Regions from separate parts of the Mus musculus genome. Here regions 2, 3, 4, 5 and 6 are each linked to region 1. A link is a contact called in public HiChIP or PLAC-seq data. All regions are on one chromosome and are shown on one strand. The core of a region is the stretch at or near the end of the contact, and the rest is flanking DNA. Distances in the headings are between cores, read along the strand shown.

The links. HiChIP or PLAC-seq counts read pairs in DNA pulled down with a chosen protein or histone mark.
Region 2: a contact with region 1 is called in an H3K27ac HiChIP or PLAC-seq map of embryonic stem cells, with 5 read pairs. The contact joins two enhancer-like sites. A contact is called at or near these places in 5 of 39 promoter capture datasets (the C10 cell line, liver, pre-B cells and 1 more), 1 of 15 datasets of contacts at CTCF or cohesin (large pre-B cells), 1 of 484 Hi-C or Micro-C datasets (cardiomyocytes), 3 of 115 datasets of contacts at active chromatin or transcription factors (bone marrow-derived dendritic cells and embryonic stem cells) and 1 of 9 other capture datasets (pancreatic islet).
Region 3: an H3K27ac HiChIP or PLAC-seq map of embryonic stem cells shows a contact between it and region 1, with 3 times the contacts expected there. The contact joins the promoter of B3gnt5 here to the enhancer-like site in region 1. A contact is called at or near these places in 4 of 39 promoter capture datasets (the 3T3-L1 cell line, cranial neural crest, pre-B cells and 1 more), 9 of 115 datasets of contacts at active chromatin or transcription factors (the 230-238 cell line, embryonic limb bud, embryonic stem cells and 2 more) and 2 of 9 other capture datasets (adipose tissue and embryonic stem cells).
Region 4: an H3K4me3 HiChIP or PLAC-seq map of embryonic stem cells shows a contact between it and region 1, with 3 times the contacts expected there. The contact joins the promoter of Camk2n2 here to the enhancer-like site in region 1. A contact is called at or near these places in 5 of 39 promoter capture datasets (3T3-L1-derived adipocytes, the C10 cell line, the SN4741 cell line and 2 more), 3 of 484 Hi-C or Micro-C datasets (the HPC-7 cell line and embryonic stem cells), 4 of 115 datasets of contacts at active chromatin or transcription factors (the SCID.adh cell line, T-cell acute lymphoblastic leukemia and embryonic stem cells) and 2 of 9 other capture datasets (adipose tissue and liver).
Region 5: an H3K27ac HiChIP or PLAC-seq map of embryonic stem cells shows a contact between it and region 1, with 9 read pairs. The contact joins two enhancer-like sites. A contact is called at or near these places in 4 of 115 datasets of contacts at active chromatin or transcription factors (embryonic stem cells and pancreatic cancer cells) and 2 of 9 other capture datasets (adipose tissue and liver).
Region 6: an H3K27ac HiChIP or PLAC-seq map of embryonic stem cells shows a contact between it and region 1, with 26 read pairs. The contact joins two enhancer-like sites. A contact is called at or near these places in 2 of 15 datasets of contacts at CTCF or cohesin (CD8 T cells and pro-B cells), 24 of 484 Hi-C or Micro-C datasets (the Ba/F3 cell line, DN3 thymocytes, ECoMG myeloid progenitors and 12 more), 11 of 115 datasets of contacts at active chromatin or transcription factors (bone marrow-derived dendritic cells, a colorectal cancer cell line, embryonic stem cells and 1 more) and 3 of 9 other capture datasets (adipose tissue, liver and pancreatic islet).

What each region holds. Positions count from the first base shown.
Region 1 is chr16:20,189,700-20,193,092 of GRCm38.p6, reverse strand. Yeats2 (YEATS domain containing 2) reads right to left here. Exons shown (of 31, transcript NM_001145930.1): 13 at 2,604-2,707. Among named protein-coding and RNA genes, the nearest start is that of Gm41431, 45 kb to the left of the region's middle. Within about 2 kb of position 1,397, at least 52 of the 459 cell types and tissues checked have an H3K27ac peak or open chromatin away from gene starts, as enhancers often do. A contact at or near this core is called in the HPC-7 cell line and embryonic stem cells, where this site is marked.
Region 2 is chr16:19,863,650-19,867,098 of GRCm38.p6, reverse strand. No RefSeq gene overlaps it. Among named protein-coding and RNA genes, the nearest start is that of A930003A15Rik, 19 kb to the left of the region's middle. Within about 2 kb of position 1,633, at least 3 of the 459 cell types and tissues checked have an H3K27ac peak or open chromatin away from gene starts, as enhancers often do. A contact at or near this core is called in embryonic stem cells, where this site is marked.
Region 3 is chr16:19,758,529-19,761,877 of GRCm38.p6, reverse strand. It overlaps B3gnt5 (UDP-GlcNAc:betaGal beta-1,3-N-acetylglucosaminyltransferase 5), which reads right to left and starts at 1,644. Exons shown (of 4, transcript NM_054052.3): 1 at 1,401-1,644; 2 at 1,051-1,237.
Region 4 is chr16:20,620,015-20,623,260 of GRCm38.p6, reverse strand. It overlaps Camk2n2 (calcium/calmodulin-dependent protein kinase II inhibitor 2), which reads left to right and starts at 1,983. Exons shown (of 2, transcript NM_028420.2): 1 at 1,983-2,235; 2 at 3,018-3,246. The coding sequence starts at 2,067. The coding sequence ends at 3,088. All of the region lies in intron 2 of Eef1akmt4-ece2 (Eef1akmt4-Ece2 readthrough), which reads right to left.
Region 5 is chr16:20,452,369-20,455,455 of GRCm38.p6, reverse strand. No RefSeq gene overlaps it. Among named protein-coding and RNA genes, the nearest start is that of Gm41432, 3.6 kb to the left of the region's middle. Within about 2 kb of position 1,390, at least 18 of the 459 cell types and tissues checked have an H3K27ac peak or open chromatin away from gene starts, as enhancers often do. A contact at or near this core is called in embryonic stem cells, where this site is marked.
Region 6 is chr16:20,473,905-20,477,164 of GRCm38.p6, reverse strand. No RefSeq gene overlaps it. Among named protein-coding and RNA genes, the nearest start is that of Gm41432, 18 kb to the right of the region's middle. Within about 2 kb of position 1,549, at least 24 of the 459 cell types and tissues checked have an H3K27ac peak or open chromatin away from gene starts, as enhancers often do. A contact at or near this core is called in embryonic stem cells, where this site is marked.

The sequences.
Region 1 (3,393 bases), core at 148-2,647:
CACTTAGTACACTTAATACAGTAATATTATCTACTTAATACAAACCTACCACAGCCAGCAACACACACACACACACGACAAAACAAAAACCCACAATGCTAGAGATCTTCTAAGCTTCTATACATTTACTGTAATTTCCTTTTTAAAAGCAAATAAAAAATGAGGTATGCAATTCCATCTGAGCACCAGTAGTAACTCACTGCACAGGAGGCTGACAAAGGAGGACTGTTAGTTCAAGTCTAGCCTGGACTAAACACTGAAACCCTGCCTGAAAAATCAGGAAATCAGCTCAGCAAAAGGCTACTCACCTGTGTCCTGATGGATGTTACAGTCCTATAAGACAGGGTGTCAGGTAGACCAGGTTGGTTTCACTATCTAGCTAAAGAAAACCTTGAACTTCTGATGCTCCTGCCTCTACTTCTCGAGTGCTGGGATTACATGCTTACAACCTCACACTTGTTTTTATGTGGCATTGGGGACGGAACCCAAAGCTCTGTGCATGTAGGAGAAGCACTCTACCAGTGTTGTGTAGCAGTTTCTTGGAGACTGACATGCTCTATCTCCCAGGGAAGTTCCTTAAGGCAAAGGTAAACGTCTCAAAATAGCTGAGCAGATTCACGAGGGCCCCCCTCTCAGAGTAAGCAAGAAAGACAAGGCAAGCTGCAGGAAAGGCCCTGAGATCAGACCAGCAAGGAGGAGAAAAACCAGCAAGGCTGCCTGACTAACATAGTCACTAGGAAAGGATACTCTAACCTACTCCAGGTTTCCTTGCTTCTGTGAGTCAGCACCCTTCCTGGGCTGGGCCTTGGTGAAGCAGCTGTTTTTGAGTCATTTCTGCCCCTGTAAGTAACCCCTCACCCATACTCATGTAAGTAACCTCAATAAAAAACTCATTGGTTTACCACAGTGGACTTTGATCTGTTGTTGGTTCCCTATCTGGAGTGAATAGATATGAGCACTGCATCTCCCTAGGAAGTCTTTTCACACAACACCAACTGATCTTTATGTCCATTCCTAATATTTGATTCTTTATGTATGTCTGATCTTTTGCCAGATGGTAGAGGACAGGGGTTGTATTTGGCTTTATATTCCTAAAGCACAGGCACTAAGTAAGTTATTCTAACAAATAATGGTGATGTTTTAGAGTGTGTGTTTTTTTTCTTTTATACTCTCAACTTGTCTTGAAAAATTCACTCAGTATCTGGAATACAGATAAATGTAAAATGAGTTTCACATTTGGAAAATAAATTTTCCAAAGGAATAAAAAGGATAAGAAAACAATGCTCTAGGCCAAGGTAACCCTGTATCTCAGGAGGGGGAGACAGGACGGTCCCAAGCTCCAGCCTAGACTACAGTGAAAGCTTACCACAAAACAAGCAAACCATCAAAGGAAGGAAGTGGGAATAGAAAATGGAAAGCAACAGCAGAGTGAGATAAAAACCACTGACCTTTGTCTCCACCTCAAAAGACAAAAGCAGATCTCAGAGATAATGTGCCAAAATTGAACTTTAAGGAAAATAATTAAAGTTAAGACTACTACTTGCCTACGAAATGAAATGTCATCAACAAATACTAAAAAATAAATGGTAGAGGTAAGACTTTCAAGGGAGTTACTCCAAGAAAACCTCATTCTGATCAGAAAACCATCTGTGATCCCTGTCAACTAAGTTAGAGGAATGTTAACTGCTGGGGTGGGTACTCACTAAAGCAGATTTGCATCTCAGGGCCACTCAGACAGCAGTCTGCATCTGAAAGGCTTTCAAGTAAGATAACCATCTTGAGAAAACAGGAGCCAAACAGGGAAGTGCTTTGGCCAAATACTGAGCAGACTGTCTTGAGTATGTGAAGAAGTCGGATGCTGTATGGATAGGTGATATTCTGAACTACTCTCTATTTGAAGAGGTTAAGAATTACTTTTTTTTTTTTTTTTTTTTTTAAAGATTTATTTATTTATTATATGTAAGTACATTGTAGCTGTCTTCAGACACTCCAGAAGAGGGAGTCAGATCTCCTTACGGATGGTTGTGAGCCACCATGTGGTTGCTGGGATTTGAACTCTGGACCTTCGAAAGAGCAGTCAGGTGCTCTTACCCACTGAGCCATCTCACCAGCCCAAGAATTACTTTTAAATTAATTAACTAAGGCTGATGTGTGCAAAGGGGACAAGGTTTGCTCCTTGTACCATCAGAAACCATGCTGCCAGGCAAACATTTTTATAGAGAATGTATATGTGTCTGTGTGAGTCTGCACATGTGTGTGCAGTGCCTAAAAAGGCTAGAAGTGGCATTAGATCCTTTGAAGCTGGAGTTACAGGTAGCCGTGAGCTGCTATGTAGCTTCCGGGACCTTTAAGAGCAGCAGGCACTCTGAACAGCTGAGCCATTTCTCCAGCCTCTCAAGGAGTATTTTTAATGAAGTAAGTAAGGCTGCCTCTTCCCGTACTGAGCTTTCAACTAGTACTGGGTAAGCACTTGAGAGATGTGCTGAGCACTGTCTCCTATATCAGGAAGAAAGTGAAGAAGAAATAATCTTCAGGATCAAATGCTGTCTTTGGGTAGCACCCCCGCTGAGCTTGCGCAATATAGTAAAGCAGGGACAGTTTACCTTCACAGTAGATGTCAAAAAACTACTTCCATGAATCTTAGGAATAGGGGACCCTGTTCCTTGGGAAGCCTGAGAGGCCACTGGGAGCTTGCTTGTAGGACTTCCTGATAAGCAAGACAGATATAAAAATTATGTATCAACAAAATAAAGTTTACAAGATATAATTTAAAAATCATTTCCCCCATTCTTTGTTTCCAATTATTTACTGTTCATTTTTAAAGGTTGAAGATTCAAAACCATAAAAGTCTAAACACACACACACACACACACACACACACACACACACACTCTGCTGAATGCCAACTTTTACTGCACCTGTTTCCAAATGCTGCCTGTGTTATCCCACAGCCACACAAAGTCTGATTAAAAAAATTCACTTAATCATCAATAGTAAATAAGTTTAGATCTAAAGAGAGATTCCATAACTTATTTTACCTACCAAACTTGCCTCTTCAGAGTTGTGGGCTGATTCCTAAAACTAATATGTAGCCACAAGACAGCTCAGCATACCTAAATATGCTGGAAGCAGAACTTTTCAAATGATCTCTACATGTAAACCACTCTAAAACCTAAGCTTAAAAACAAAACAGAACACCTATGTGGAAGTCCACTATATATAGCAATGTGTGGGGTGGGAAACAGCCTCATTTCTTTAAAATCATTCATTTTATTTCTCTGTTCCTATTTCCCTTAACAAGGGAAGATTACACCTTAGGAGCATGTGCAAAAACATGGGTTAAATGAAGAAATGGATACAAGGTTTTAAAAGAATACTAAAAACCAAGACCAA
Region 2 (3,449 bases), core at 384-2,883, 330 kb after region 1:
CCTCATTGCCCTAGCATTCCTCTACACTGGGGCATTAAGCCTTCACAGGACCAAAGGCCTCCCCTCCCATTGATGCTAGATAAGGCTCCTTCAGCCCCTTCAGTCCTTCCCCTTACTCCTCCACTGGGGTCCCTGTGCTCAGTCCGATGGTTGGCTGAGAGCCTCCACAACTGTATTGGTCAGGATCTGGCAGAGCCTCTCAGGGGACAGCTGTATCAGGGTCCTTTCAGCAAGCACTTTTTGGCATCAGCAATAGTGTCTGGGTTTGGTGTCTGCATGTGGGATGGATGCCCAGGTGGGGCAGTCTTTGGATGGTTTTTCCTTCAGTCTCTACTCCACTCTTTGTCCCTGTATTTCCTTTAGACAGGAGCAATTCTGGGTTAAAATGGGTGGGTGGCTCCATCCCTCAACTTGGGGGGCCATGTCTAACTGGATATGGTCTTGACAGGTTTTCCCTCCCCTTTGTGGGGTATTTCAGGTAATGTGGGGTCCTGGGAGGCTCTTGCTTTCCTGGTATCTGGAACTTTCTGGTTGCTACCCCAGTTGTTTCCCCCAACCCCCATTGCTACACACCTCTGTTCAATTTCCTGACCCTTTGTACATCTCTTTCATCTCCTCCTGTACCTGATTCTGATCCCCTCTTATCTTCCTCCCAAGTCCTCCCAACCCTCTACTTCCCTTGATTGTTTTCTTCCCCCTTCTAAGTAGGACTGAAGCACCCACTCAAGATGTTTTAACGTTTAAGACAATGCATAAATGTAGCCACCAGTGGCCATGAGTTCCTGGGTTCCTGAAAGGAAAGCTGGGGATGGATGGGAAGGACAGTGAGAAATAATGAGCCAAGACAAAGTTCTTTGATCAAGGCTCAACTTTAACTCAAGTCTGAATTTTTAAAGGGAAGAAACTCATCCTCTACTTTGCCAGGATCTCATCAGGAAAACAAACTCAGCTGCTCAGCAGGTAGTGGTTTCTTGCAGGAAGCTACAGATGTGGCAGGACAATAGACTGCACCTAGGTTAGAAGACTCCACCCTAGGTGGGCTAGCAGACTGTGGCAAAACAAGGTCTGATTCAGCCTGCTCAAGGCTGGGGGGAGGGCACACTTCATTCCTTTTTATTTATTAAAAATTAGCTAGACTGGGATATAAGATTTACTTATGCTTCATGATCCTGCCTGGGAATTATGGTGGCTGGTGGCCTTGCCTGGCTTAGGACTGAGCCTAGACTCTTTCTTACCCATCCCAGAGGCCATGCACAGCTTGCTTGCTTGTGTTTATTTGCACAAACACGGCCTTTTAGTATTTATTATAAACAAACATAGCCTCTTGGCACATGCCTCTGTTTTAGGTTGATAAGAGTCATAGAATCATCAGTTGCCCATCTTTGACTGCCAGCCCTCATAGCACATCTTTTTCCCATTCAGACCAAAGTCAGAATACGTACTCAATGCATTTCTTCATACCGATGAATAACTGTCATAACCGAGCTTTGCTGAAGGCAAGCCTGTATGGAGGTAACCGATCTGCTTGAAATACAAAGTCAAAAGTTAAAAGCAACAGGATTAAGGTTGTCTATGGGGTTGTACCAAGCACTCAATTCAGTTGTAAATTAGCAACGTTCAAACACAAGGCCTGGCCTCCCAGTGTGGGGGATGTGGCTTTGAGAATCAACAGAAAAAAACTGTTACTTCTCAGGTATAGTGGAGGTTATGGTCCAAATTAACTGAACTGGCTGATTAAGATTTTTAGCTTGCTTCATAATTGGAATCATACTTACTAGAAGACTCAGGATCTGTGTCCACTTGACCAATTAATCATTCAGGCAGCCATCATGCTCTGTCTTCTTTTTGTGAAAAAACACAAACAGAACCTCTTTTTCATATTAAAACAAGGTCAGAACCACTCCATGTATTAGTTAGGGGGTCCCGCCATTTAACCATGGCATATGAGCTGGAAGTGACTGGATGCCAATGGCAATCTGCTGCAGGCTGACCTTTATCATCAGTTTGCAAAACATTAAAAAAAAAAAAAAGACTAAGACAAGACGTGCTTTTGGTGACCTTGGAGGGTATAATTCCCCCCCCCTTTGTTTTTTTAAAGAAAATATTCTTTTAAAGTTCCCTAATACCTTGTCCTTGAGAAATTATATCTATCTATCTATCTATCTATCTATCTATCTATCTATCTATCTATCTATCTATCTATCTATCTATCTCCATATCCCAGTAACATGGTTAACATTAAATTGTTGACAAAACATCTCAAATGCTTGACTGCAATAGCCAGCTCCATTATCTGTTTTAATCTGATTTGGAACACCAAGCATAGAAAAATAATGAAGGTAACGTCCAATTACATTTTTAGTTGCTTCTCCTGTTAAAGCAGTTGCAACTAGAAAGCCTGAAAAGGTATCAACAGTCACATGTGCATATTTTATTTTTCTAAAGTTAGAAATATGCGTATCCATTTGCAATAACTGATTAAGTATAAGTCCTCGAGAATTAACACCATTGTGTGGTACAGGTAGATACTGAGAACACCGAGAACAAGTCTTTACAATTGGACATGCACATTCTCTACAAATACCAAATTATTATCTCAAGCCGTTACTTGTGGTGATGTAAAGAATGAGATTATATGGCCAATTGTTCTTGTGTAAGGACTATAATCTGCCTGGGATACAAATCTGTTGGGGCACTGCCTTAAGGGGTCTGTCCAGGCAGTCCAGGATGAGTTCTTAAATGTCCAAGAACAGTCCTTTAAAGGAACAGTACTTTCTCTTAACTTGAGTTGGATATGCATAAACAATTGCAAAATTTGAGAATTCACAGTATCTAAAAACCATAACAATCTCCAGCAATTGTAAGCCCTGAGCTATATATATATTGGCTATCAGTATACAAATTAAAAGCTTGATTTTAACACTTTAAAAACAGTGAGTATAGCATGTAGTTCAATTATTTGTGCTGAAGTAGAGGGAAATTCACAAGAATAAACATGTGATCCAATCACATATACTTCTTTCCCATACAAGGGCTGTTTATAAATACAGTAGAGGAATTCTTTATGGGATGCATACATAAATTTACATGAAATACAAAATTATGTATAGAAGTAAATTCTAACAACTTATCTTTTGGACAATGATTATCAATTTTGCCTAAAATGTTTGCTATGTGATAGGCCAAATATCAGTATTCTTTAATAACCAATTTAATTGCTGTTTGAAACAAGGGGCAGCAGGCCCATACTGGCTTTTAGCTGCTTTTAACTTTTATTACTCTTGCAATCATCCTAATTACAAAATATGGGTGAGTTAAGAATCCCGAGCTCTCAATCAAAATGCAAACTGCAGCCAATGGAACACTGGCAATTTAACCATAACTTTTAAGTTTCTTTGGCAATATTAGAGCATATCCACTTTTGGAAAACAAAACCCAAATTTAAACAA
Region 3 (3,349 bases), core at 395-2,894, 430 kb after region 1:
TCTCATATACCACTTCCTGGCATCTCTGCCCCTGGGGACCAGACTGTTTCCCAAAATAAAGGCACAGAGGAGCAAATCTAATTTTAATGAATGTACTTTCACCAGAAAGTTAGCCTAAAAATTAGCTCTACCACCACTGACTACCTTGTGATGGCATCTGTGTCCCTGTAACATGACCCATAACCTAAGAAAACCATTACTGCTGTAAAGAATGTGAATCAAAAGCTGTTACTTTTATCTACGGGTATCTGAACAATCACTTTACTAGTATATTAAAGAAAATGGGAGTAAACAGGAGATTCTCATTAGAAAGATCTTTTCCCAATTTCTCCTACCCGCCTGCTTTCCCGTTTTCTTTTCTTTTTTCTTTTCCAGCTAGCAGCTATTCCAAAGAGCCGGTCAGCTCCCTCACGTGCAAGCTACCCTAGGCGGTCAGCCCGAATTCAATCCAGCATTGATAAATCTCAGGACCCAGACTGAAGATGCGCCAAGGCTGGACCTGGCTTCGCGACACCACAGCCACCTCTCCCCATTGGCATTCCGGGTAAATCCGGTGCTCTGGACCCCGCGGGTCGGATCGTACCTGCGGCACAAAAGCGGCAGCTAGGCCTAGGGTGGTCGCCGCCCAGCGCTCGCGCCCACCAGGCCGCAGTGAACAAAGGCGCTCGCCGAGGGAACTCTCCCTTCTTCGCTGCACCTCCGGACCGGGAAGCCCCGGCTCGCAACGAAGAGCCGTCTGTCTTCCTGACCATTCCACCCTGATGCCCCCGGGCCGCCCGTGTGGACTACCCTCTGCACCCCTTCCCGCCTCCCGGTCGGGTCCGGGCTAGAGGAGGGGAAGCTAGAGGTGGGGCGGGTCCCGGGACTCTCAGCTAGCAGCCTCGGGGAGAACCTCAGAGCCGGCACAAAGCTAGCCCAGCCAGAGACTTAGACTCTGCAGGGGCTTCGAGAGTGCCCGGTCTAAAGCAGACTGCGAAGCCACGCTCCCCGACAGAGGGACCTTGGCTCACAGTAGGATGCAGCGGGCACTTTGGGTGGGCAGTGACTGACCTTTCATCCAGGAGCGGCGTTGGTTAAGACTGGAGACCCATTCATCCAAACCACGTTTCAGTTAGTCATTTCCGAGCTGAAGGTTTTGAGTGGACAGCGGTTCTCCCATCGTCTCGTAGTTTCCTAGCAAACCCTAAGAGCCCGCCGGTCTTCTGTCAGGACACTTAGGACTTGAGCTCCTGGGAGCCTAAGTAACAAAGAAAGGAAACGCACATTTATTTGAAGCGAAGACTGCACGCCTTATGACTGCACAGCAACAGTTCGTTTTAAAAGCAGACCCTTCCCCTGTGTTCAGCCTCCCCATTGATTTACATTCCAACCCAGGGAATTTCAAGCATTGTAAAACTCACCGAGGAACCCAAGTCCTTAAATGTCCCAGAGGTCCGCTGTCCTCCTAGAAGCCCTGGGGGAAAAGTCTCAAGAACAAAAGTTGCAAACTAAATTTCGGTTGTAAGCGAGGAAGCTAGGGCAGGGCTCCAAGAGAGACCCCGCTGGAGCCGGCTAGAGCCGGCTGAGAGGGGCGGGCCTGATTAAGGGTCTTGGCTCACTCAGGCTGGGGCGCAGCCGCAGGAGCCTCCAGCTGCTTATTTGGTCACTCCACTCCAGGCTTCCTCGGGAATGCTCAGCCCCGCCCCTCCCCTACCCCGGTCTGTGAAGGTGACGTGCCCCGCCCTAAAGTGCTATCTGTGAGGACTCCAGGAAGCGATTGCCTCACTTGTTTGCTAATAACTAAACTATAGATTCAGAAGACCAAATGTGCACCTGAGCCCAAAGGAAAGTTCTTGTTCGGCCTGTAACCAGACATTATCAGGATAGTGTAGACATCAGCTGAAGGAGCAAGTAAATAAATCTTTTTTTTTTTTTTTTTTTGTAGCTAATTGCTTGCTTAAAAAAATGCTGTTCTAGACTTTTCCTTATAGAAGCATTCAATAGAGCTCCTATTTTGAGCAGTTTTGTAGTTATACATACTGAAAACAGGACAAGAAAAAAAATCCAAAAATGTCAAGTCCAAATATGGGTTTGTAATTGTAAAAGTCAGTAAGTTCAAAGTAGTTGCTGAATCAGTTTAAAACACACTTGTTATTTCAAACTCTAGTTTTAGGAGATTTTGCAACTGCATTTTAAAAGCCCTTCAGCGTATTTCCAATCCTGAAATTCTTTTCATGTGTTACTCACACAAGGCATGGTTCGCTGTTAACTCACCTGTCCAGAAGACCACAAGCAGAAATACTAATGTAATGGGACTCCTAATGGAGTCTGACAGTGATCTATAAAGAGGAGCATTCATTGTTCCTACAGGGTTAATCACCCCCCAATTATCTTCTTAAATCCTGACTAATCCTTTATATGGTCCTCCCTAAAACACATGTGTATTTTGTATTCACATACATATATTCAAGTGGGACTTTGTTCCTTTTCGGTCATTTGGAACTAGTTACATGTGTCAGTTTATATAGGTAGGCACATGGGAAATATGAACTGATGAGAAAATATACACACACACACACACACACACACACACACACCCCTTTCCAACCTCTATACAAATAGACATGTGGACTAATGATTTTAAAAGTAAACCCATATGGTATCATATGCCTGTAATCTCAGCACTCAGAATGATTTTCATGAGTTCAAAGGCAGCCTTGATCACATAGTGAGTATCAGGTTAGCCTAGGGATACATATAATACTGCTGCTGCTGCTGCTGCTGCTACTACTACTACTACTACTACTACTACTACTACTACTACTACTAAAAATCCAGAGTAGAAAAATTAGTGAGCTGTAGAGTTGGGGTGGGAGGGGTAATGGTTAAAGAACCTGAGGCTAAGAGATGAGGAAGGGCAAAGAGGCCCAGAATGACCTCTCTGGGCCCAGACAGATATATGTATGTATGACAGGCCCATGATGTATGATGTTACACACACACACACACACACACACACACACACACACACGCACACACAGACACAGACACAGACACACACACCAGGGGACAGGCAAAGGAGGTCCTCCCATTCATCTAGAAGGATTCCCTAGACCATCCAGATCCTCATCCACAGTACCATAGAGAAATGTATGATTTCATTGCCAGTGATTGCATGAAGCTTGTGAGATGGTCTGGGAGTAAAATTAGATCATAACAACAGGAGGAAAGAGGTCAGTGTATTCTATCCACAGCAGTTGCTTGTGAGCGTAGCACCCTAGAATACCATGCAAATATCTTTGAATCATACTGTTAGGAATGCGCTTTGCAGAGCACAAGAGAACTGTAGAATATATCTGAAAAATAAAAG
Region 4 (3,246 bases), core at 734-3,233, 430 kb before region 1:
ATACTGCTAAGATTTTGGTGGCTTTATTTTTCTAAAGTTATATAAGTAGCAATGATTTTTGTTTGTTTTTGGACAAGGTCTCATTATGTAGCCCTGAACTTACTGTGTAGATGCAGCTGGCCTCAGACTCACAGAGATCAGCCTGACTGATCACAGAGATGAATGGCCAACTCCACCAGGACCAACACAAATGATTTTTAAAAACACGATTATTGGGCCTTCAATTCAAGGTCATTCAGAAAATGGCAGATTCTGGATTGAAAGTCATAGCTGTGCAACTTCCAGGGGAAGGAGGTGTTTTGGACAATCTGATCACCCAGAGTTATTCTGTCCTTCCTTTCAGATGTCAGGGTCAGTCTTTCTCACCCCAGGGCTCAGTTGGGGACCATTCCTCCCAGCCAAAAAGATGGCGTACAGGAGTGTTAGAAGGAACCCCTGTTAGGCTACACCCCAGAGGTAATCTCAATCACTCCTCTTCCCTATCCCACAGGCCCTGTTCAGAGTCCTGACAGCAGAGACCTTTGCATTAAACACCCGAAGGGAGAAAAATCAGCAACCCAGCAATCTCACTAGCGTGATTTGGCGGGACTAAAGGGAAGGTGTCTTGCTTGGAGCATGGGCAAAAGCAATAGCGTCATTATTGTCTTTACCAGCCCGTCACTGTGAGTGAATGTGAGACACACCCTCCCTCCCAAGGCCAGTGATTGCGCCAGAGCCCTCTCGCGCCAGAGAGCGGGTGACGCTGCAGCTGACTGCTAGCAGGGCAGGGGCGGGGTTTGTGGGGGGGCGGGGGGCGCAAGAGGTGAAAGGAAGTGTGCGTGTTCTTTTCAGGGGAGGGAGAGAACTCTACCCCAGGCCCCAGCAACAAGGGCGGGGGACACCCTGTCCCTGCTGATGCTTATTAGCGCGCGCCTCTTGCTCAGGCACTCCGGGCTTCCCTGCGTCATCCGCATCCAGGGCGCCCGCCGCGACGCTGCCATTCATTTCTCCCACACTGCCAGCTAGAGCAAGCCTCCCAGGCTGAGGGAACCGCGTGGAGCGACTGGCGCTTTGAGTCTGGATTTTGGCGCCAACAGCGGTCCTAGGGTTTGTGGGGAGTCTATTCTGGCGCGCGCTGCGGTTGCAGTGTTTAAGATCCTTCCCCTGAAAGGCCGCAACGCAGTCTCGGGGGACAGACCCAGTGGTACTCATACAGGGACCAGGTATGCAGACAGATACAGAAATTCAAAACTAGCACACAGAGACCAAGATCAGATACACAGAGGTAGACTGACAGATGCTCAGACAGTCGAATACAAATTGGCCAACTGATGGAGACCTACGCGCAACCAGGATACAGGAACGCGCCAAGCACGGTGGCACCACCCCCAGGCCCGAGCTCTTCCCGCGCTCCAGTCGGATGGTTCCTTCCCCTCTCTCTACGCGTAGTTGGCCCTTTCCCGGTCGCGTTTCAGAGCCCAGGGCTGTGTTCACAGCCAGCCTGGCCGTCGCCTTCTGGGGCCCCGCCGCGCCCCCAGCTTTTGGCGCTCAGTTCTCTGTTGCTCTCCCCTAACCGCGGGTGCCGTCACTCCCCTTCTCCCCTAAGCACTCGGCTAGCCGCTCCCGCCTAGCTGTCGCCTGCACCGGCCGCTGCGGTTCCCCCGGGCCCACGTGGCGGCCATTCCCGGCCACCTCGCGGGAACCTCCCACGGCCGCGCGTTCCACTCCAGGGATCACCGGACTCCCTCGAACCGCTGGGCCCCGCCTCTTTCCGCTGGCCGGTTCCCGCCCCGCCTCCACCGCGCCCCGCCCGCCGTTCTCTGCCGCAGTCGGGCGCTCATCGTCATTCCGCTCTCGCCGCCGCCGCCGCCCCCGCCCCGCCCCCGCCCGGTCCCCGCCGCTGCCGCCGCCGCCTGCCCAGCGGCCCGGGAGGCGGAGGCGCGGGGGAGGAGGCCCCGCTCGGCTCCGCAGTCCCGGATGCTGTATGACTTCATCCTTCCGCCGGCTCCCCTGCTGAGCTAGGGCCGGTCCGGCAGCTAGCCTCTGCCCGTGCCCCGCCGCAGTCCCTAGCCCGCCCGGTGCCCGCCATGTCCGAGATCCTACCCTACGGTGAGGACAAGATGGGCCGCTTCGGCGCAGACCCCGAAGGTTCCGACCTCTCTTTCAGCTGCCGCCTGCAGGACACCAACTCCTTCTTCGCTGGCAACCAGGCCAAGCGGCCCCCCAAGCTGGGCCAGATCGGCCGAGCCAAGAGAGGTACGCGGCCCGGGCCCGGAGTCGCCGCCTGACCCAGAAACCCTTCGCCTGGCGTCCCCAGGCTGCCGTTCCCCGTCAAGTGGCAGCTGCTCTTGCCGCAGACCAGCGCAGCCAGCTGCGTACCCGCCCGGGGTGGGGAGGGTCCCTGCTGTGGAGTTGTCCCATTCTTTCCCTCTCCCGGGAATACTGTGTCCCGGATTCGAAGCTCTCCACTTCTGGAAAAAGAGCCCCGGCTCCTGGTCAAGGGGGAGGGGCCGCTTAGGGTATTTGGGGCTGCTTGGCACTGGGAACACAAGGTGGTGGGCCAATTCCTTGGGCTGAGATGAGTAGGTGGATGTTACTGGAGGGCACCGAGGCCAGGGGTTCGGTCGTCTTGATTGTTTGTATTGGGAGGGGACTCAGGAAGGCACTATCAAAACAGGGATTCAGGTAGAGGAAAGGGTTACACCAGGTGACAGTTTCATCTGAGCTCAGTTCGAGGAGGGGGTTGTGTCGAAGGCAGAGGTTTCTGGTCGGCTTAGATGGAGGAAGGCTCAGGTGACGGGAGGGTTCGCATTGGGAGTCTTCGGAAGAGGGGTGTTCCCACATAGGGAGGTTTGGGTGCCAGGCTTGGTAGCAGGTAGGGTCCGCGGGAGAGTTCGGGTAGGGAGGGCATAGGGTTTTGAGCCGTGTCGCGGAAACACAGGCAGTAGAGTAGATCTGCGCGGGGCTTGAGGACACCGGCCCCACTGTCGCCGCCGCCCCCCGAGACCGCGCGGCTGATGCGCTTTCTCCCTGCGCAGTGGTGATCGAGGATGACCGGATAGACGACGTGCTGAAGGGGATGGGGGAGAAGCCTCCGTCCGGAGTGTAGACGCGCCGGCTCTGGCGGCGGGCTCCGGGCCCAGCCCCGCAGCGGCCAGGAGCACGGGCCGGCGATGCGGCTGCCGGCGCACCCCCGCCCGGGGCCGAGGTGCCTACGGGCGGGGGCTGCAGGGCCACGCCGCCACGGGGTCAGTGTTGCTACCGCCG
Region 5 (3,087 bases), core at 141-2,640, 260 kb before region 1:
ATACTTTTTTTTTTTTTTAGTTTTTCAAGACAGGGTTTCTCTGTATCTCTGTATAGCCCTGGCTGTGCTGGAACTCAGAAGTCCATCTGCCTCTTCCTCCCGAGTGCAGGGATTAAAGGTGTGCGCCACCACGTCCGGCTTTTTTTTTAGATTTATTTTTATATGTATATATATATATACACACACACATATATATATATACATATATAAAATGTATAATACATATATATGTGTATGTATATGTATATACACACATATAAAATGTATTTATTTATATATATATACACACACACATATATACATATATAAAATTTATAATACATATATACACACATATATACATATGTATATACATATACATACATGTATATATGTGTATATACATATATATGTATAATTATAATACATATATACACATATAAAATTTATTTTTATATGTATATATAATAACAACTATATATAATTATATTATATAGTACTATTACATATATATATATTATTATATGTAAGCACACTGTAGCTGTCTTCAGACACTCCAGAAGAGGGCATCAGATCTCCTTATGGATAGTTGTGAACCACCATGTGGTTGCTGGGATTTAAACTCCTTCAGCACGCCTTTAATCCCAGCACTCGGGAGGCAGAGGCAGGTGGATCTCTTGAGTTCTGAGTTCGAGGCCAGCCTGGTCTACAAAGTGAGTTCCAGGACAGCCAGGGCAATACAGAGAAACCCTGTCTTGAAAAAAAACAAAAAAACAAAAAAACAAAACAAAAAAAAAAAAAAAAACTCCTTCAGAAGAGCAATTGGGTGCTCTTACCGGCTGAGCCATCTCACCAGCCCTTCTTAAATCTTCTTAGACAAATATTTCTTTAGATAATTAACTCAGAGATAAAATGTTGTGGGTGGGCCTGGTGCTGTTTGTATGCTAATTCCACTCTCCTGGGAGGGGTTTTGGACAAGGAGTGAGTCACATGTACACAGATGGCTTCTTGTGAACCAATCCCCTAATGAATAAAGGAGCCAATTACTGGGCGAGTAGGAGGGACTTCTGGGTTAGCAGGAGGAAGCAGGAGAAAGTTAGGCCTTTTTGGAATGGGGAAGGCATGAGACTAAGTTGTAGCTGCTAGAGTTTCCCAGAATCATGGCTGATCCACAAGGATTTGCCACTGGAGGAATCAGATTTTAATAAGATTTACAAGATTAGGATTTAGTTGTTGCGCCCAGAGATTGAGTTACCGTCGTTTCTGAACTAAGTTTGTGTTGCGTTTTCCTTCATGTGGTGGCTTGTTTGGGTTCAAAAGAGAAAGGTAGGATGGCAAAGCATGGGTTTGCCTAAGGTACACCACAAAGGCCATGGGGGAGGTGTGGTAGTGACCTGTCAGTGGGTACCTAGCAAGTTGAGTGGAGACCTTTCCGGAGCTCCGGGCCAGAGAGTCTCCATGAGATAAAAACAGGCTGGCCATTGCCTGCCAGTGCCTCTGGGGCAGAGGCACAAGTGTGGGTACGTGCCGGGTTGTTTTTTTTTAATATTTATGGCATCAATAAAATGTTACATAGAATGGGAGTTACAGAAGAACGTTGATATTAAGTTCAATGCTCATTATAAGTTCAAAGCAACTGTTTTTACATGGCCGTGCGTTATCATAGTGCACACTTGTGACCTTTATCCTTAGGTCTAAAAGTTTTTTCCTTGAACACAAAATTGTCCAAAGACTATTTCTCTTTTTAGTGTGATTATGAAAGTTCATTGTATTTCTTATTATGCAGCCTTTACTTACTATTCTGATGAGTGGGCACATTCTATTCTAGATTCTAACTTTATTATATCTTTCTAGCAACTAAGTCCATCTCTAAAAACTTCCTTCCTAAAATTATTTGAATCAAATCAGGAATTCTATAGAATTATTATCTATTTGTCTATATAGCACCACTACAAGATATCTTCATTGTTCTGTAAAGATCTGCTCAAAGGGGTGGGCTAATACTTAGTGATAGTTATATATTTAATAATAATAGGAGAAGCATATTAGTAGCAGGAGTCCTTCCTAAAATGAATTTCTCATGAGCCTTGCCTATCAGAGCAAATCTGTTGTGGATTCTAATCCAAGTTGGACTCATCTCAGGAAAATCACCTGTTAGTTATTAGCTTCTCCTATGATGGCTCTTGACAAACAAACCAGAATAGGGCAAAAACAAACAGAAGAAAAAGAGCCAAAGAAAAAACACAAGAAACACATTTAGACACAAAGACACACATGTTCACACTCACAGAACTCCTATAAAACACAACACTGGAAACCATCATATATATGAAAAAGACATGTAAGGAAGTCTAGACAAAGCATTATGAGACCAGGAACCTCCAAAAATACCAATAAGTTTGTTTTATGTTGGCCATCTGCTGCTGGGACTTCCCTTAAGTGCAGTTTGTGTACCTAATGGGACTCCATTAGAGAAAACTAATTTTTCCTTTGTGAACAGTTAGCTTCTGGGTTAGGAATGAGGTTTGTGTCCATTCTCTCGGCATTGGGGTCTCATCTGTGTCTGACCCATCAGGACCCTATACCACATCCTCTGTGAGTCAGAAGGTATCTTAAGTGTTCAGCCTCATTTTATCTTCTCCTTTCTTATTCATCTCTTCCTTTTTCTCAAATTCTTATCCCTTCTTCATTTAACTATAATATCCCATAGCTCTAATAATTTCTAACATCCGTGGATCCTAAAGTATCCAGACTTCTAGTTACTTTAACCACTTCAATCTTTTTCTTATAAACATTGATAGAGTACTTAGCCCTTATCCTTATCCACCCTATTGTTCTCCCAATCCTAACCTTATTCACTGAGAGCTGAGCACACTCTAACCTAAACAAAAATTCTTTGTTGTTTGTCCTCCAACAATTATTGAAGCTAAATTTACTAACTGGTATGATACTCGAATAGAGATAATACCAAGCACATGGGATGAAACCTTACTCAGAGAATAAATGTGTTTACACCAAGCACCCTAAGCTTTTGGACTGAGGATTCATTCTCTCTCTCTCTCTCTCTCTCTCTCTCTCTCTCTCTCTCTCTCTCTCTCTCATACTTAA
Region 6 (3,260 bases), core at 300-2,799, 280 kb before region 1:
AGTTGAAAGGGGGAGAGTTGGATCTGCCCTGGATCCATTCCCAGACCTGACGTCAGGAGCTAAACCTCCACACTCTGATAAAGAGATTCCTGAACAGGCCTGTAAGGCAAGCAAATAATGTCAGGTACTTGGAAGGCAAAGACTGGAAGGTGGCAGCTCAGATCCTGTCTGGGCTGAACAAGCCAGAGCTCAGTGCTGGAGTGTTCATTTACATGCTCATGAAAGGACAACATAAGCCTCATGAAAGGACAACAAGAGCCCCATTTGTCTCCATTTAAGGACCAGGCCTGATTTAGAAAAAAATGGCCGTAAGGCACCAGCTCCAGGAACAGACCGTAAGTCCCAGAAACTAGGCCATAAAAGACCAGCTCCAGAGATAGACCATAAAATTCAGAACAAAATCACAAAGCCCCCTCCCAAATAACAGCCCGGGGATAATCACAAAATGGGAAACTATCTTATCTCAGAATGGGCCAACTGTGCTGGGCAGCCTTATCTCATCCTATGGTTAAACATTCATGACATAGGAATGCGGGCCACTGACCCCCTATGACTCCCTAGCACCCACCAGTGAAGTTTTAGATTACCCAGTCCTTCTAGAGAGTTCCCCCAGTTCCCTACAAGAAGGTCTTCACGCCTTTGTCTGGGGTCCCCATTTCAAAAAATGGTTGACTCCCACAACATACTGGTTGTTTCTACAGATTAAACGTCTTTCTTTCTTTTTTTTTTTTTTTTTTTTTTTGGTTTTTTTGAGACAGGGTTTCTCTGTGTAGCCCTGGCTGTCCTGGAACTCACTCTGTAGACCAGGCTGGCCTCGAACTCAGAAATCCACCTGCCTCTGCCTCCCAAGTGCTGGGATTAAAGGCATGCACCACCACGCCCGGCCTAAATGTCTTTCTTTTTGCATTCTGAGTCTGGAGTCTTCTTTCATCAATTTTGGACCCTTATACTCAAGGTCCCAGACTTAATTCCTCATACTAGGGAAAAAAAAATCCCTTCAGGATATTTAGTGTTAAAAGACTCAGCACACCCTTTCACGGTCACTAGAATTCACTAATTTATCAAGCAGTTCTAGATAGATCCTGCACTGTCTTTCTCATTAGCCTCAGTATCCTTCTGGGGTATTGTAGAAAGGACAGGATAGGAGGTAAATGTTTCCTGAAAAAGAAATGGCAGCAATTCCACCCCCACCCCCATGCCTTCCTACCCTGCAGGAAAATTAATTTCTACAAAACCCACCCTGAACCAAAGTGATTTTGTAAATATAGGACAGGTGTGGTAAGTTATTTCTCCACCAGTGAAATGAGCCAACTCAAGCCAGATTAAAATACATAAAGAAAGCCAGATTTATTGTCATGAGGAGGGAGAAGAAGAGAGGGGGGAGAGAAAGAGAGAAAGAGCTCCCACAGACAGAGAGAAGGAAAAGAGGATGAGGGGGAGGAGGAAGAGGAGGAAGAAGAAGAGACAAAGTGTCTGGATTATATAGTATATAGGGAAGAGCCTCTGGGGGAAGGGCAGTTCAGCCCCTAGGCTGGAAGTTCAGGGTTGGGGGCAGGGTATGCCAGGTAGGGCCTAAGGGATGCTGGGAGAACCTGCAGGCCAGGTCTGCTTTGGTATGTGAACTATGCACCTCAAGTCTTTGTCCTGGGGTCTGAAACCAAACACAGGTGAGAGCCTGAGTGTGTAACCAACACAAAGTAAGGACTGAAAGAAAGCCTTCTACTTATTGCTTGAACAGGGTCTTTGCCCTGATGCCGTTTCTCTGTGGTCTCTTTCTCTGGTCCATTCTTTACATACCCATCTCTTCCACAATGCTTAAGGCTTGTTATCAACTAGGGTGTTGTGTCCATTTAGGAAGCATTCTCGAACCCCAAAAGACAACCAAGGAGCCAGTTCTGATGCAATCACACTACTGTCTTTAATCAAGCTGGAGCTTCGGATCGCCATTACTGAAGAAGCAGAACGGGAGGGCAAAGTCCTGGCCCCAGTTTCAAGCAAGCTTTTTTCGAGGCAAGCAAACGGGGAAGCTTGGTGCACATCTGACTGGGGGGCTATTATGGAATTTGCTGCCCTTTAAAAAGATTGGCTGGTGCTGGGAGGCAAACCATAAACTTAACTTTTGCTCTCTTCCTGATTGGTGGTTGCTAAGGAGTGACTTGGAAACTAGTGCTAGCTTCAGGCTTGGTGGTTAACTCGAGTTCAGTCTTAGGTCAGGTTCTCTAAGATGGAGCCTGAAACCAAGATGGAGTTAGTCTGATCTCTCAGGGTAACAGATAATCCCTCGCGGAAGTCATGTATCTGCTCCTTTTATTGCAGATGGATTCTCTGCTCTCTGCGATTAGTAACACTTGAAGGCATGTGGGTATTTTTATTTATTTATCCATCCATGTGTTTATTTATTTAGTTATTGAGATGGAGTTTCGCTATGTAGCCCAATCTTGCTATCAAATTTTTTTTCTTTTTTTTTAGATTTTTTTCGAGACAGGGTTTCTCTGTGTAGTCCTGGTTGTCCTGGAACTCACTCTATAGACCAGGCTGGCCTCGAACTCAGAAATCCACCTGCCTCTGCCTCCCGACTGCTGGGATTGAAGGCGTGCGCCACCACGCCCTGCTCTTGCTATCGACTTTATATTCTACTGCCTCAGCTGTTTGTGAGCTGGTGCCAGTTTTTCTAATCTGTGACTGTCATTGAATAGATAAAAGACCAAGGGAAAGAGAGACTGCCTTGGCCTTGCTAGGCATGGAATGACAAGGTTCCTGTCCCTGGAACAGGGCCAACTGGGCATGGGCCTCCCTCCATGAGTGTTGATGGCTGCGCTTGGTGTAAGGTTTGTTTGTATAATAATGTACATATTTTTATGTTCCTCCTTCAAGAAATGACCTCCCTGTTAACATTAACGACTCTGAGATGATCAGGGACAGCACGAGTCTGGGAGGCCAATGTGTGGCTAAAGTCTCAGCAAAATGGTAAATGCGGGGACCTTCAGGACAGCCCTTAAGGCAGTGGAAAAGAACTATAAAAACATGAGCTTGAAAAGATAAAATTTCTTTTTTCTTTTTTTTTTAGCTATGCAAAATATGAAAATGCAATATGAATTATATGGGGGGGCTTCACAGATCTAAAGGAACAGAGGCAACTATACTATGAGCCAGCTTGTCCGAAAGCTACTGTCAATCAAGGGGCTAAGGTCATGGAATGCTGATTCTTGAGATGGGCATTCATGGAATAAATAACTCAATTGATATGTAAATAAAAGTCT